Regions from separate parts of the Mus musculus genome. Here region 2 is linked to region 1. A link is a contact called in public Hi-C data. All regions are on one chromosome and are shown on one strand. The core of a region is the stretch at or near the end of the contact, and the rest is flanking DNA. Distances in the headings are between cores, read along the strand shown.

Evidence for each region. A called contact is a pair of places that touch in the nucleus more often than the background predicts.
Region 2: a contact with region 1 is called in a Hi-C map of pancreatic cancer cells, with 2.5 times the contacts expected there. The contact joins two enhancer-like sites. A contact is called at or near these places in 3 of 39 promoter capture datasets (embryonic stem cells, hippocampal neurons and stem cell-derived epiblast-like cells), 28 of 484 Hi-C or Micro-C datasets (the Ba/F3 cell line, the F1.1 cell line, the G1E-ER4 cell line and 15 more), 3 of 115 datasets of contacts at active chromatin or transcription factors (bone marrow-derived dendritic cells, embryonic stem cells and extraembryonic endoderm stem cells) and 2 of 9 other capture datasets (adipose tissue and embryonic stem cells).

What each region holds. Positions count from the first base shown.
Region 1 is chr15:39,734,973-39,742,742 of GRCm38.p6, reverse strand. No RefSeq gene overlaps it. Among named protein-coding and RNA genes, the nearest start is that of Dcstamp, 7.1 kb to the left of the region's middle. Within about 2 kb of position 5,077, at least 26 of the 459 cell types and tissues checked have an H3K27ac peak or open chromatin away from gene starts, as enhancers often do. A contact at or near this core is called in bone marrow-derived dendritic cells, bone marrow-derived macrophages and pancreatic cancer cells, where this site is marked.
Region 2 is chr15:39,830,025-39,837,794 of GRCm38.p6, reverse strand. All of the region lies in intron 4 of Dpys (dihydropyrimidinase), which reads left to right. Among named protein-coding and RNA genes, the nearest start is that of Dpys, 24 kb to the left of the region's middle. Within about 2 kb of position 3,919, at least 11 of the 459 cell types and tissues checked have an H3K27ac peak or open chromatin away from gene starts, as enhancers often do. A contact at or near this core is called in bone marrow-derived dendritic cells, bone marrow-derived macrophages and pancreatic cancer cells, where this site is marked.

The DNA of each region.
Region 1 (7,770 bases), core at 3,828-6,327:
TTGTGCCATTTTAGATGTATTGAGACAGAAACATAAATGGTTCCAGGTTCATCTCAGCCCAGGGATTCCTCTGAGAACCAGGACAGCTACAGGGTGTCTGTGGAAGGTGTGTGGTCTCGTGTACATAAGAACTATCACAACTTTTAACTTTAAATTATGGCAGTCTTTCCTGCAGACCCAACAATAGACAACACAACATTTCCTGTGCTGAAGGAAGAACTAGAGCTCTGAGTGTCCAGTTGTCCTGGCTCTGCACTTGCTCCTGCTCTTGCCCCAGCCAGCCTTGCAGCCCCTGGACATGTGATTCACTGTGGCCAACAAGACCCACAGGGAACTTGAAGAGGAGCCTGTAGAAGAGTTCCTCCCTTTCTTAAAATGATATACCCTGGAAGAGATGTGCCCTACTGGGCATGAATATACTTACCTGTGATGCATGAGCAATAGTACCACTCCTGTAACAACAAAGCTAAATGATGGGAAATTCTATGTCCTTGGTACCATCCTCTCTGCTCCCAGAATGTTGATGTAAGAGGGAGCAAATATCCCAATTTTTATTCATAGTTTCTAAAGCTGGCCTTAGTAGAAGAGGCCTGAAATCCCAGCTGTTTGGGAGGCTGAGGCAGGAGGGTCACCTGCTCAGCCTGGCTGGTTATATTAGTGAGGCCCTGTGTCAGCAGCAATGATTGATGATGGTGGTGGTGGTTGTGGTGATTGAGAACAAGGAGAAGGAGGAGGAAAAGGGAAAAGAGGAGAAGGAAGAGGAGATGGAGGAGGAGAAGGAGGAGGAGGAAGAGAAAGGAGAAGAAGGAGAAGAAGAAGAAGAAGAAGAAGAAGAAGAAGAAGAAGAAGAAGAAGAAGAAGAAGAAGAAGAAGAAGACGAAGACGAAGACGAAGAAGAAGAAGAAGAAGAAGAAGAAGAAGAAGAAGAAGAAGAAGAAGAAGAAGAAGAAGAAGAAGAAGAAGGAGAAAAGAAATATGAACAAAACAGGAAAGGAGCTGGGATTATAGATCAGTGATTGAGCATCTGCCAGCATGTTCAAGGCTCTGTACTCAATCTCCAGTACCATAAAAAGCAAACAAACAAAAGCAACTCTTCCTTTATCAAGCCATCTTTATATGCACATCCATTTAGAGTCATTTCCACTTCTACATCCCTGTCCATGCACATACATAATCTGCCTCCTATACAAGAAGGTTTATGTGCTATGTTTAAAAGTCAGCACTGTTGTGTCATCATTGTCAGACAAGGGGTGTGCAGATGACTGTGGTGTGTGTATGTGTGTGTGTGTGTGTGTGTGTATGTGTGCCACTGTGGCTCCATACAGAGTGGTCCCGACATTCTGCAAGTGCTCTGCTCTCTGCCGTTCATCTTCTTTCTGACCCACTACAGGCTGCCATTTATCTTTTCTGTCCCACAGTGTTGGCTGTTCCAGAGATCACATACTTGGAATCATGCAGTATGGAGCCTTGCAGATGGCTGCTTTCTCTTGTGATGTATATTTTTCTGGTCAAGCCACCTTGGAATACATTTTATTAAAATATAATTAATATATAACAAAACTGCATGTTTCAGTTGTACAATATGATGTTTTCAGCGTATGTCTACGATATTATCATGATCAAGACAGTGAGCGTAGCCATCATTTCCCAAAGTTCATATGTGCCACTGTGACACCCCCTCAACTGATCACCACTCTTGGGCCATCCCCATTCATCTGTCTTGCTTTATTCTAATTAGTTTTAAATTTCTAGAATTTGATAGATGAAACTTCTCTGATGGTTTGTATATGCTTGATCTAGGGAATGGCACTATAGGGTGGGGGGAGTCTTGGAGTAGATGTGGTCTTATTGGAATAGGTGTGGCCTTGTAGGGGTAGGTGTGTCACTGTGGGCCTGGGCTTTAAGACCCTTGTCCTCACTCCCTGGGAGCCAGTCTTCTCCTGTTTGCCTTCAGAACAAGACAGAACTCTCAGCTCTTCCTATACCATGCCTGCCTAGACACTGTCATGTTCCTGCTTTGATGATAGTAGAACTTGTAAGCCAGTCTCCATTAAATGTTGTCCTTATAAGAGTTGCCTTGGTCATGGTGTCTTTTCACATCAGTAAAATCCTAACTAAGACACCACCCAATATAGTCTGTTTTTCTTCAATTTTGTGGCTTAACACCGTAACTATTCTGGCATTTGCTCACTGTACTGCATGTATCAAACCTTAATTCCTTTTTGATTACTGAATAGTCTTCCTTTGTTTGAGTACATCGTGATTTGTTATCCACAAATCTGTTGATGGACATCTGGGCTGTTTCCACTTTTGATGGATTAAACATAAGGCCTTGGTGAGCACATGAATGCAAGTCTTTATGGTGATGTGCCCCACAGCTTTAGAAACACCCATGATCAGAAAGGCTGGTCATAGACTTGTGGTGAATACACTGTTAAAGAGATGGCAGCATTTTCTAAAATGGTTGCATCACTTGCTATTCCTTACCAGCAGTGTGAGCACCCCAGTTGCTTCATGTCTTTGCCAACTTAGTAGGATTTATTATTATTATTATTATTATTATTATTATTATTATTATTATTATTATTATTGCTTTTTTCTGAGACAGGGTTTCTCTGTGTAGCCCTGGCTGTCCTGGAACTCACTCTGTAGACCAGGCTGGCCTCGAACTCAGAAATCTGCCTGCCTCTGCCTCCCAAGTGCTGGGATTAAAGGCATGTGCCACCACCCCTGGCGGATTTATTATTTTTAAGCTTAGCCACTGTGATCAGTATTCCACTGTAGCTGTTGTTAGTCCTTGTCTAGTGACTGATAACATTGTACTCTTCTTGGGCATCCATTTGTCTTCCTTGCCTCTGGGGAGATGTGGAGATTGACCTCAAGTTCCTGCCACATCAACAGGACTCCCTTCTGTTAAAATATGTCTCTTCTTTATGAGACGTAATGACAGCAACTGTCAACAGTCACTGTAAACTCATGTGTGAGTAGTCCAGTAAAGAGTTCTAGTCAGAGATTGCTGCTGTGCTTGGGCAGGTTATAGCTCACCCTTTTTAAAGGTTGTATTTTATTTTTAAATTATGCATGTGTCTGTGTAGAGGCATGTGCACATAAGTGCAGGTGCCTGGAGACAAGAGAAGAGTATTGGTTCCCCTGGAGCTGGAGTTATAGATGGTTATAAGCTGCCCTGTACGGATGCTAAGAACTGAACTCCAGTCCTCCGTAAGAGCAGAGCTGACTAGCTGTGGAGCCATCCCCAGTCCTGTGAATAACTTTAAGAGGTGGCTGGTACGTTGGCATTCATAAGGAACTACCACAACATTTACCTTGTCAGACAGCAAAATCTGTTCACATCCTACAGGATCCACACATTCTTGACAGTTTATGTAACCTCTTACTGTGGTCCTGGGTAAAGTTGCCGTAAATAAACCTGAGTTGATCTCTAAGAGGCTGTCTGCTATTTATTTGCTTATCCACACCGATTTCTGGTGGACCATTGTTCAGCCATCAGGGTAGGAAATGCTGTGGTCACCTCTCTAGTTGAGATAGGTATTTTTCTCTCTGTCAAGCTGTGTGTTCTCAGACAAGTTGCTTGCCCATTCTGTGTTTCTATAAAACAGAAATATGGTAAATAAAGTGAACTCTACCTTTAAAATCCTAAGCCACCATAAATCCCTTCACTGTAAAATGATTGAGTGTGGCCTGAGTGCTCCAACATTTCCCAGAATCCTCTTCTCACACTTGTGATCTCTTGGCTCCTAGAGGAAGCACTTTGTACAGAATGGAAAACTTCCAAGTGCTTCCTTCTAAAAGAGAGAAAGCAGTGTTGGTCGGGCACATGGCACATAGGGATGGAACAACTCTGCTGACATCCGGTGTCCAGCTTACACCAACCTGCTGCTCAGCCTAGAACCCCACTCCAGAGTCCACAGACCTGGAGGCCAATGAGCAAGATCAAAGATGCAGCCTAGTGCATCTGACAGAGAGGGGAGGAGGGAGAAAGTTGCCTCTTTAGATTAAAAACATAATAATTAATGGTGCCTTCCAACCATGGAGCTATAAATAGACCACGACGGCTCTTTGTATGCTGAGATGGAATGAACCCCCAAGAAATAGGAGCAGGAAGAGAGGCCAGGAAGAGATTTGCACAAAAAGGATAAAAGAAATGTAACCAATTGTTATGTTTATCCATATTGCTGTCTTGGAGGAAACGTGATCCTATTTGGTTGTGGTCACTTCTGAGGAGGGGCCTGCTTGTCAAAGCTGAGGAGGGAGCCTTTAAGTGGCATTCTTTTGGGTATATTTTACTTTTTAATCACATAAATAATTGCTTATTCAAAACTAAATCATATAACCCCAGTAGCAACAATAATAAAAAGGATTAGCTGTAAAATTATGTTAATATAGGATTGTAGTAATATAATTACACATTAACTATATTATTTTTGTAGCTATATACACCAGTAACTTACCGTAGTATAAACTCTAGGAAAAAGAAATAATAAAACAACGAGACCCAAAGCCAGCTGCTGGCTGGATAGATGCAAGTTGGCACCTCCATTTGCCTCCAGAGCTAAATAACATCTATAACCCCTATACTAATTACAGGATAGGACAGTAAGTAGGGTGAGCACAGCACACAGGGGAGGCAGTCGCTGGCATCCTCACCAGCTTAGGATCCATCTTTAGGTAAAGGACCATAGGGACATTAGGGCAGATGAACAAGGGGACAGAGTGGAACATCCTGGGCTAAGCTAAGCCGACACTGCCTCTACAGACTGTCTACAGACAGATGTGGTTTGCAAACTCTGGCCTGTAAGCCTGAAGACCTACTACTGCTCCAGAGCTCTCTGAATCCCTGCCTTCCTCTTGGTCTACAGGATAAAAACTGGACTTACACAGTCCTAACAGTTGGTCCTGGCCAGGTCTCTAGAGGTCCTGGGTTTCGGGCTGGCCATGTTTGAGAAGCCGCAGCTCAAGCCTCTTCTCTGCCATTTCCTGTCTGCTCACATGCAGGCACCTCTGTTGAGCGGGGTGGCTGCCACTCCGAGGTGAGTCAGAGTGGCCATCATCCCAGACTTCTTCATTTCCAGAATGAGAAGAGGTCATGGGACAGAGAGGTGGCCATTGCTTCCTCTTGTTTTTCTGCTGGGTAACACAAGGGCTGGGACTCAGAACTGAGTGAGCAGGGCCAGGACAGTACTGTCACCCCATGCACCTGCAGCCTTTTCCTCCTGTGACCTCTCTCTTAAATGAGAGAAATAAAGATTTCAATATAAGCCAAACAAGCAAACCAGATTAACAACAAACAAACCAATATACTGATCTTATCAGGCTCCCTCCACACTTGATTCCTTGAAGCCACAGTAGAAAGGAAAAAAAAAATCACAGTGAATTCCCTAATGTCATTGCCCCTTGGCTGTGGCACCAATGTCTTACTCTGGGGGACTCCCTTGGTACTCCCCACCCCAGAGCCAGAGCTCAAGAAGATATATGACCTTAGCTCTATAGATGGAAAACATCTTACCAGGAGGCAGAGATTCTGGAAAATTGCTAATAAATCGCTACTGCCTTCTTTTAAAGGATCGATAAGATAAGGCTGGAAATGACTGATAGAGAGCCTCATGTTTTGAGTGTTAATGGGGGATATGGTGCCTGGTACCTGGGAACAGTGTCTGGCTGGGCCATTAGCCTCCCCCAGCACAATGTTCAACACTTCATTCATTGCTTTAGACCTGTAGTTCTGGATGTTGAGTTTGAATAATGAAATTATTTGGGAGAACTGGGTATCAGAGAAATTGCTTTCTTTATGTTTGCAACTGTGAAGATTTTATTTACAAGAGTCCACGGGGCATCATTAGGGTAGGATGCAGGCTCTTTGGAGCTGTGCCAAGATAGGAAGGAATCCAGGCATTCAGATGGCCCCCTTCTATCACAGCCTGCTCTGTCTGACTGAACACATTGTTTTTGGAATTCCTCTCTTTCCTCAGTAATGGCCCTGAGGAGGACAGCTGGACCCCACAGTCAAATGGGCACTTTAGAGGAGAGGGGGTCTTCTGTTATCTGACCTCTCTTCAATTGTGCAAGAAGGAGGTACCAGGCACCCACAGCTGAGCTTCGAATCAGAAGTTTCTCTTCCTCGTCCCATTATCTGGCAGCCAGGTAGCAGTAGAGAGGCTGTACCAGAAGAGAGGCCTCTAATGAGATCTGAGGATCGTTCAGCCTCCCCTCCCCCTTGTCCATAGGTGCTCCCATCCTTAGCCCTTCCATATAACACAGCATCCCATCCGAGTGTTTGAATGTATTGAAGCTCCCACATTTGCCTCTGCGATCACCCCAGTAAGAGATTCCACTGTCTCTGTAAAAAGCAAGTCTCTAAGCAGAGGTTGCCTGAGAGGACTGCCAGGAAGGTGCCCAGAGAGTGTGGCATCGGCAGCAGCTTCAGTCAGCAACCTAAGAATCTTTGGACAAGTGATTTGAGCTCCCTGGCTAGCTCCTCTGTTTTGTTTCCCATGTGGCCTTTAGTGCTCTGTTCTTTTCTGCTCCAGAGAATTCTGATTTTGCTGAGTTTGGCAAGCTCACACACAGCAAAGCCTGGGACTCGAGAGAGCTGTGACGACCAGGAGGCCCAACACCAAACACCCCTTACATCTACCCTAGCCAAACTTGTCCACCCGGAACAGCAACTCCGTGTCCCTGACTCAGGACAACCAGCTTAGAACTACTGCTCCTTGACAATAGCACAGACTCCGAGCAAAACTACAGGCAAGGAAGAGCCTGGTGGTTTGATGGCTGGAGGCTTCGGGGCATAGATGGCTCTAAGCAATTTGGGGGGCAGCACACAGCCAGGAAGTTGCTGATCCAGTTACCCACCCTCATGCAGTGAGCACAGCCTTTTCAGTTCTGTTCCAGCTTGCTAAAGTCATCTGCAGCCTGCATCTCTTTGTGACTGGCATTTTCATCTTGCAGAGCAGCCATAGACTAAGGCCACCGGTGACATTCTACAAAACAAGTTTTTAAAGATGTAAAAGGATATCAGCTAGAAGCAGTTGTGTCCTCTTACTGGGGACCTAGCTCAGTGGGGGCAGATAGAATCTGTCTTCACATGTGGAGGGAAGCAAAGAGACTGAAGCAGCCAAAAAGGTGCAGTAGACTCTGTCTTGGCTTTGAGGCTCCTTGCCTGCCAGTGGGCACAGCATTGGTCTGGGAGATACCTGGCCTAAACACATTTAGGGGACTTGTCATCCTCAGTTGGCCTGAAGGTGGCAGCTCTTCCCAGGTCTGCAATGCGCTGGGAATTTGCTTCTCTGAAGCCTTTTTAAGTAGGGCAGCTTCCCTCTCTCTGGACCGCATCCAGCATTTGCAGATTATGAAACAGCCTCAGTTCTGTTTTCAGAGATTTGCTGGTAGAACCATCCCGACCGCCCACTGCTCCTGAGCTTGGATGGCACAGAGCGAGCCCTGGAAACAGGGCAAGCTTCTGAAGGGCAGCACAGGATTCTGGGCAAGCCCTGGGACTCCAGTTGATGTGATATAAATGAATACTCGGTGCTTGCCAGGGCTGTGGTCTTGGCCCAATGTCCAAACCCATCTGAGGAAAATCAGAATAGCTGTGCCTTCCTCTGTGCCCTCCTGCTCTTCTGTCTTCCTCAGAAACTAGTCAGATTGCTGAGTCACTAGATCAGGTGATTTGGAATAGTATGGATGCAGCCTGTGAAATAGTGGAGGGATCTACAGGTCCACCCAATATTCTAAGTTGGCATCCAGTGTAGC
Region 2 (7,770 bases), core at 2,670-5,169, 96 kb before region 1:
CTGGAATATTCTCATTTTTTCTTCATCATAGAGATACAGAAATTTCATGAAGCCCACATTGGGTCATACGATTGAAATAACCCCCCTTCATGTTTAATCTGAAGGCTGATCTTAGGTTCTGAACTTTTCTTCTGTCGTTTCTTCCATATTTATTTTCTTTGTTTACATTCCCAGTATTAACTCCTCCAGCATCTTCATCTCTTTCCAGTTTTTCTTCTCTTTTCACCTTTTAAAAAAGTCAAGTTTTTGTTCTGTCTTGTTTGCTTTCCTTTGCCCTTCCTATGGACTTTTGTCTTGGGAATATTTTCTGTTTGCTTGATACCTTATTCTTATTTTATGCCAATTGGTGTTTTGCCTGCATGTATGTCTGTGTGAGGGTGTCAGATCCCCTGGAACTGCAGTTACAGGCAGTTGTGAGTTGCCATGAGGGTGTCGGGAATTGAACCCAGGTCCTGTGGAAGAGGAGCTGGTGCTCTTAACTGCTGGGCCATCTTTCTAGCCCTCTCTCTTTTTTCCATATCCTTTTTCTAAGAATATTGATGAGACTTCAAAATTCTCTTTCATTTTCTGTTTGTTTGTTTTGTTGTTGTTGTTGTTTTAACATAAATTCCTAGTCTTTTTCTCCATGGTTAGGAGCACTTTCTCTACAAACACAAGGACCTGACTTCTAACCCTCAGCGTGCTCATAAAGAGCCAGCAATAGACATCTGAGTGTGTGACCCCAGCATTGGGAAGGCAGGCTGGGAGACAGAGACTGATGGATCTCAAAAGCTTCCTGGCTAGCCAGCTTAGCAAAGAAGGCAAGGCAAGCTCCTGGTTCAGTGAGACACTTTGTCTAAAGGGGTGCATACAGGCAGACACCTGACTTCTTCCTCTGACCACCACAAATGCAAACTCACGTACGTGCACCACACACCATATACCACACATATACAGCACACATACACAACACACACATACTTAGTCTTCCTTTGGTGTGATCTATGGTTTGGTTTTTCTTTTAAAGAAATTTTATTTATTATAATGTGTATTGTGTGCTTATGTGCACAGGTCTATTATGCACGTAGATATATACATGACACAGTGCACACGTGCTTGTCAGAGGATAACTTTGTGGGCTCTCTTCTTATACATTTGTGTGAGTCTTTGGGGATCAAACTTAGACCACCAGCTTGTTCTGCAAGTGCCTTTACCTGCAGAGTCTGCCCACGATTATGTGGTGTTCTGTAAACATCTGGTGGCTCTTGGCTGTCACTGCACCCATGTGCAGTTCAAATGCACAGTGTGAGGAGCAGACATGCATTTCTTCTCTGAGTAGATCTGTCTCCTGAATGAGCTCTGTGAATAGGAAACGCCTTTGGTGAGCTACAGTATACAGGTATAAGGTTTTTACTCAGTGGTATCAACACATTATGAAGGCTGACACCCCCCCCCCCCCACACACACACACAGAGGGGTGGTTTGAGGGCTCTGCTAGCTGACCCTCTCCTCTTCCCCTTCCTTACTGTTCACCAGAATTACTGTCCTGTTTCCCTCTGCTCATTTGAATTCCGAGCGCAATTCTCTGCTCCTCTCATTTCCCTTACCTGTTAGTCCATCCCATGTGCTTTCTATCGTCCTCAGAGCCTTCAGAGCCTCCCAGCATCCGTGGCTCCTCTTCCTTCTCTGAGTCAGATGGATTCCCTCCATCTGAGCCTCTTCATCTGATGCTGCCATGGACTGGGAAAATTATATTCAATTCCGCAACTTTAATCCCAGACTCAGGCTTTCCTTGTGCTGGAAGGTTAGTATTTTCCTCTAGCCTTTGTCCCCTATGATAAAGAAGCAAAAGTGTGTTGTGTCCGGCCAGCAGATCACAGCCTGGGTTCTAGCCTGGAAAGGCATTCTGGAAACCTGGAAGAGAAGAGGGGCTAGGCGGCGAGATAAAGAAATGCAGCTAAGACAGGCATTCTGATCAAAGCTCAACTTTACTGTTCCGCATGCAGTTATGAAGCAGGGGAAGGGGCCCGATTCCCGCCAAATAATCTCGGGGTCCAGTAGCAGGGTGACCACATGTGTGGCTCCAAACAGCAAAGCAGCACGTTCCAGCAGTGGGCGTGGCAGAATGATTGAGTGGAAAGCTCCACCCCTGAGCAAGCAGGTTTCAGGCTAAGGAAGGGGAGACGACCAGGCTGAGGGAGGGGAGACTACAAAAGTGCAATGACAGGAGAAGGAAGGACAATGTCAAGGTCAAGTCGCCTGTCTTAGTCACTGATATAGTGACCACAGTGACTTACAAGGGAAAAGATTTAATGAGGGCTGGCTTACAGTTTCAGAGGGCTAGTCCATTATCATCATGGCAGGAAGCCTGGTGACACATAGGTAGACATGGTGCTGGAGGGGGACCTGAGAGTTCCACATCAGAAGGAAGAGAGTGACCCTGACCAGGCTTCAGCTTCTGAGACCTAAAAGTCCATTCCCTAGTGACATACTTCCTCCAACAAGGCACACCTCCCAATATTGCCCATCCCCGTGAGCCTTTAGGGCCATGGCCATTCAAACTACCACATCTGACTCCCTGCTCTCCATAGTAGATCATTATGAAAAAGTCTCCATAGTCTATCTCAAAGTCTACTCTGAGACTCAGGCAATCTCTTGACTGTAATCCCCTGTAAAATCAAAATGAAAAGCAGATCACATGTTTCCAACATATAATGGCACAGGACATACATTATGATTCTAAAGGGGAGCTTACTGGACCAAAACAAGACCAAAAAACAACTGGGCAAACTCCAAAGTCTGCATGGCTTGGTCTGCATGACCATGTCTGATGTCAAAGGGCTCTTCAGACTGTTCATAGCTGAGTTACCTTTGACCTTGGCAAAGAGGGGATGTCCATTTCATTCTTAAGTCTTGCTTGGCCTGAGGTAATTAAATCAGGTGATTTCCCACCCACACTTCTTGTGTTAAGCCACTTGTGCAAAAAGGAAGCACCATAAATCTGTCCCAAGAGTTATCTCAGAGAACCCAGGCTAAAAATTAGACATACCCCCTGGTGGTGTGACTCACTCACAAGGAAGTTCTGCTCAGCTCAGCCCAGATCTGACCTACTCCCTATACTCCAGTTTGAGATGGGGTTTCTATTTCTAGCCTTGATTTCTATTATTATTATTATTATTATTATTATTATTATTATTATTGTCATCATCATCATCATCATCATCATCATTATTTTACAGTCTAGTCGTTATCCTCCATCCAGCTCGCCCCTCTGACAGTTCCTCACCCCATTCCTCTTCCCCCTGTCTCCAAGAGGATGTTTACCCCCAACCCCTCAGTCCTCTCCACTCCCTGGGGCCTCAAGTCTCTCAAGGGTCAGGTGCATCTTCTCTCACTGAGGCCAGACCAGGCAGTCCTCTGCTGTATATGTGTCAGGGGCCTCATACTAGCTAGTATACGCTTTCTGGTTGGCTCGCCTTGATTTCAAGATCCTCCTGCTTCAGCCTCTAGAATTCTTGGATTACAGGTACAAGTGATGGTCTAGTCTTTAGCCAAACAGTGCATGTGCTGATATGAGCCGTTGACATCCCTGATTATTCTCGTCTCACTAGCTTTCACCATGCACATACCTTTCTAGCCACTTTGCTGCACAAGGGGTTCTCAATGACCCTTTAGAAAGCACACTGTGCTCATCTCCCCAGTCTACCACCAGAGCTTGGATGCCATGGATTCTGCTGTTTTGTTTAGAGTGGAGGTGTAGTCTCTCAGTAGCTTAATCTGCCTGTTATTGTTTCTCCTCTGTGATTGAAACATCAACTATAGCCCACTTGTGGTGGTTTGATTAGGAATGTCCCCACAGACTCCCATGACTAAATGCTTTGTCATAGGGAATGGCACAGCTAGGAGAAGTGGCCTCCCTAGAGTAGGCGTGACCTTGCTGGAGGAAGTATGTCCCTGTGGGGGCAGGATTTGAGGTCTCAGAAGCTCAAGTTAGTTCTCTTCCTGCTTCCTGTTGGTCCATTTGTTGAGCACTCAGCTCCTTCTCTAGCACCATGGCTGCCTATGTGCCTCTCTGTTTTCTGTCATGACAATAATGGACTAAATCTGTGAACTGTAAGCCAGCCCCAATTAAATCTTTTCCTTTATAAAAGCTGCCTTGATCATGGTGTCTCTTCACAACCATAGAACCCTAACTGAGATAGAAGTCTATCCTTAACCTGTTTTAACGTATCTTATTAAAATTCAACCTAATTTTATACCCAAGCTCCCGTCTTTACGGGGCAAGTACACGTCTTGTTTGAACATATTGATTAAACATTTTATTTTTGCTTTTCACAAAAACCAAGTTAAAGGATGCAAATGTGCTGTCCCAACTCTGGGTTGGATTTGTAAATTAGAGTGAGGCCCCAATAGTTCCTCAGACACACATTGGGAGCTGGGCCTTGGGGTTGGTTTGCTGTTTATTTGTTTGTTTGTAGTTGTTTGAACTGGTCTTGGTTTTCCTATAGCACAAAGATCCATATCTACCCAAGCTTTCTGTTGCAGGACATAAAGTTCTCACACAGAGGTTGGGGTAGTTCCCACTTTTCAACTCCGTCCTCCACATATTCTTGTTTTTAGAAGACCAAAGAGAGATTCATAAAAGGCCACATCCTCTCATGCTCTTTATTGATGAACAGCAGCAAGCCAAGTCTTGTTTCTTCTATACTTCAGTGCACTGACTCTCAGTGGCCAGGGTAGGGGAGGCTGATGTGTGGTTGAGTTCAGGAGAATTTGAATGTCACCTTGTCTCTTCTTTCTTGGTCTTATGCATCTGATTACCTCATTGCCTTTTAAATTTAGAAAAAGATATACTTCAAAGCAGTTGAAAACTGGCCATTTAAGAACATTTCAAAATCTGGAATTGTGTGGCTCTGAGGGAAACAGCATTGATAGAAGGTGTAGATTTCTTAAGGTTCCTGATACACAAAGTACCACAGCCATAGTGCAAGCAATAAGGTCCTGTTTTTCCAGAGTACTGAAGATGAGAAACCTGAGAGGGCAGTGTCAATAGCACCAGTGTTTTCTGAGCTGTGGATGAAGCTAAATCCCAGGTCACATTCCAGGCCATGTCCCAGGGAATGTCTCAGGGTGATGTTCCAGGCCATATCCCAGAGAATGTCCCAAGGTGATGTCCCAGGCCATGTCCCAGGTATCCCAGGGTGATGTCCCAAGCCATGTCCCAAGACTCTCTTCTTGGTTCATTGGGAGGCTTTTCTCCTTGGCTTTCAATGTGTCCCTGTTTTTTGGTGTCTATATTCCAACTCCCTCTTCTTTTCAATGCCAGTCTTACTAGATTAGGTTCCACCCCAAAGGCCTCACTTTAATTTCACTATCTCTATAAAGACCTTATTCAATATCTTTGAAGACTTCAAGAGCTGAATTCTGGTGTGTGGTGGCTTGAATGGGAATGGTCCCCAGAGGCTCATATATTTCAATACTCAGGCCCCAGTTGGTAGAACTCTTTGGGAAGGATCAGAAGGTGTGGTCTTGTTGGAGAAGGCATGCACTAGAGGTAGGTTCTGAGGTTTCAAATGATCATTGCTGTGCCCAATAGATTCTCTCCTTCCTGCCTGTGGTTCAAGATGTGAGCTGTTCCTGTTGTCATGCCTTTCCTCCTCCATCATGGACTCTAATCCTCTCCTACTGTAAGCCCAAATAAATGCTTTCTTCTAAGAGTTTCCTCAGTCATGGTGTTTTTAATCACAGAAATAGAAAAGTGACTAGTCCATGGTCAATTTATAAACATGAAGAGACCCCAGGTTTCCAGGGCCTGCTATGTACTTTTGTATACATCATGGTTGTTGGTTTTATTTATTTTTTGTTTGTTTGTATTATGGGGATGGTTCATTTGTTTTTTTAACCATCACAAATTTACTATACTAGAATCATATTGCAATCCCATTTCCTAGATAAGAAAACTAAGACAAAGAACATTGATTCATCATATGCAAAGCACAGATATACAACATCAGGATTTGAACTCAAGCCTCCATTTACTACCATCCTGTCTCTGTTTAATTTTCTTCCCAAATGGTGTCTTCTTTTGAAAAAATAATATTTTGAATCGGTGTAGCTCAGCAGAGCTTCACCCTGTTATTTACAAGGAAAGTTATTTTGAAAAGCATAGCTATCTTCACGCTGTAGTTCAAGCATCTTCCCTGACACCTGCAGTTCATCCTCCTCCCCTTTCAACTTTCACTCATAGCTCTCAGGATGCAAGGCTCCACCCACTCTGTCACTTCTCACTAATAAGGCTGTCTGGTGATCAAGAGAGTCCTATGCATTCAAAATGCCTCATAGCTCAGAGATCTTTAGGATCTCTCAGAGATATAAATGCCGTTAAGTGGGAGATTGCAACAGGATGATAGAGTCTTTGCATTTGGTCCCATGTCCAAGGATAGAGAAAGACAATGGAGAGTAAATGTGGATAGAGAGGGAACAACCTAACAAAAGGTGCTAGGGAAGAAACAGGTGATAAAGACACAAGAGTTATTAGAACCATGAGGATGCAAACACAATTAGAAGAGGACCAGATGGAAGCCAGACACAAGTGCTGTTCACAGCCACCTGCAGTACAGAGCAAAGGAAACCAGGAAGGGAAAGTGGGTTACCACTTGGTCACATCCACAGATAGTTTGTGCTTGGCTGAAAATGTTTAGGAATGTATGCTCTCCCCCCGAGAATGAAAGTATTGCTTTTCTTGTAACAATGTGTGTATGGTCCTATATCAGAGGAGGAAGCCTTTAAGTCTGATTCCGTCACTGCCCATGTGTGGCAGATCAGTTCGTTTCATTGAGCATCAATTTCTTCTTTATCAAAGCATCGTGAGGTGTTGCTGTGACGTCAAGTGAAGAGATATGAAAGTTCTACAGTCCATACCTGTGGTCTCGATCGCGCTTGCCGTATTTTTAGATGTGCAATTAGGTTGAAGTTTTGTGGTTTCATACTTTAGCTTATGGACTCCTGGACTCTATCTTCCTTCTTTACACTTTTTGCATGAGGTTTGTTCTTTTAAAAGTTGAGGAGGGGAGCAATGAGCCATTAGGAATTTTTATTTATTTATTTATTTATTTATTTATTTATTTATTTATTTATTTTTGGTTTTTTGAGACAGGGTTTCTCTGTATAGCCCTGGCTGTCCTGGAACTCACTTTGTAGACCAGTCTGGCCTCGAACTCAGAAATCCACCTGCCTCTGCCTCCCGAGTGCTGGGATTAAAGGCATGTGCCACCACACCAGGCTTATTTTTAATTTTTTATATTCACAAATATGTAATGAGAATAAAGTTGAAAATACACTCCTTAATGAAGAGCTTGTGCATGCTAAGAAGGTAGCTTGTCACATCTGAAAGGGGCTAAGGCCTTCTAAGGAAATTACCTGTCATCCAAGTTAGAAGCAGCCCTGGCAGACTCTGGTAGATGTTGACATTTATTTTTTCCTGAGAGCTATTAAGATGGTAGAAGTCTGGAAACTGCATTCCCATATCATTTCGATGTGCCAAGTGACTGAACAGAACATGTGACAGGACCTTTCCTTGGTGATGAAGCACCAAGGAAAATCCTGAGTTGGCATCTCATGGAGCGACTGCAAATCAAGTCAGTGTCTCGTTGCCCAAGCAACTGGGAGATGTGCTCTTGAAACAGCAAATTCTCTTTGGAGTTGCAAATAGAGGCTGCGCCTGTCTTAGTATCTCCAAGTAGAGACTGCTACCTCTTAGCTCACTACACATAACCGATGTTTATCCTGCCT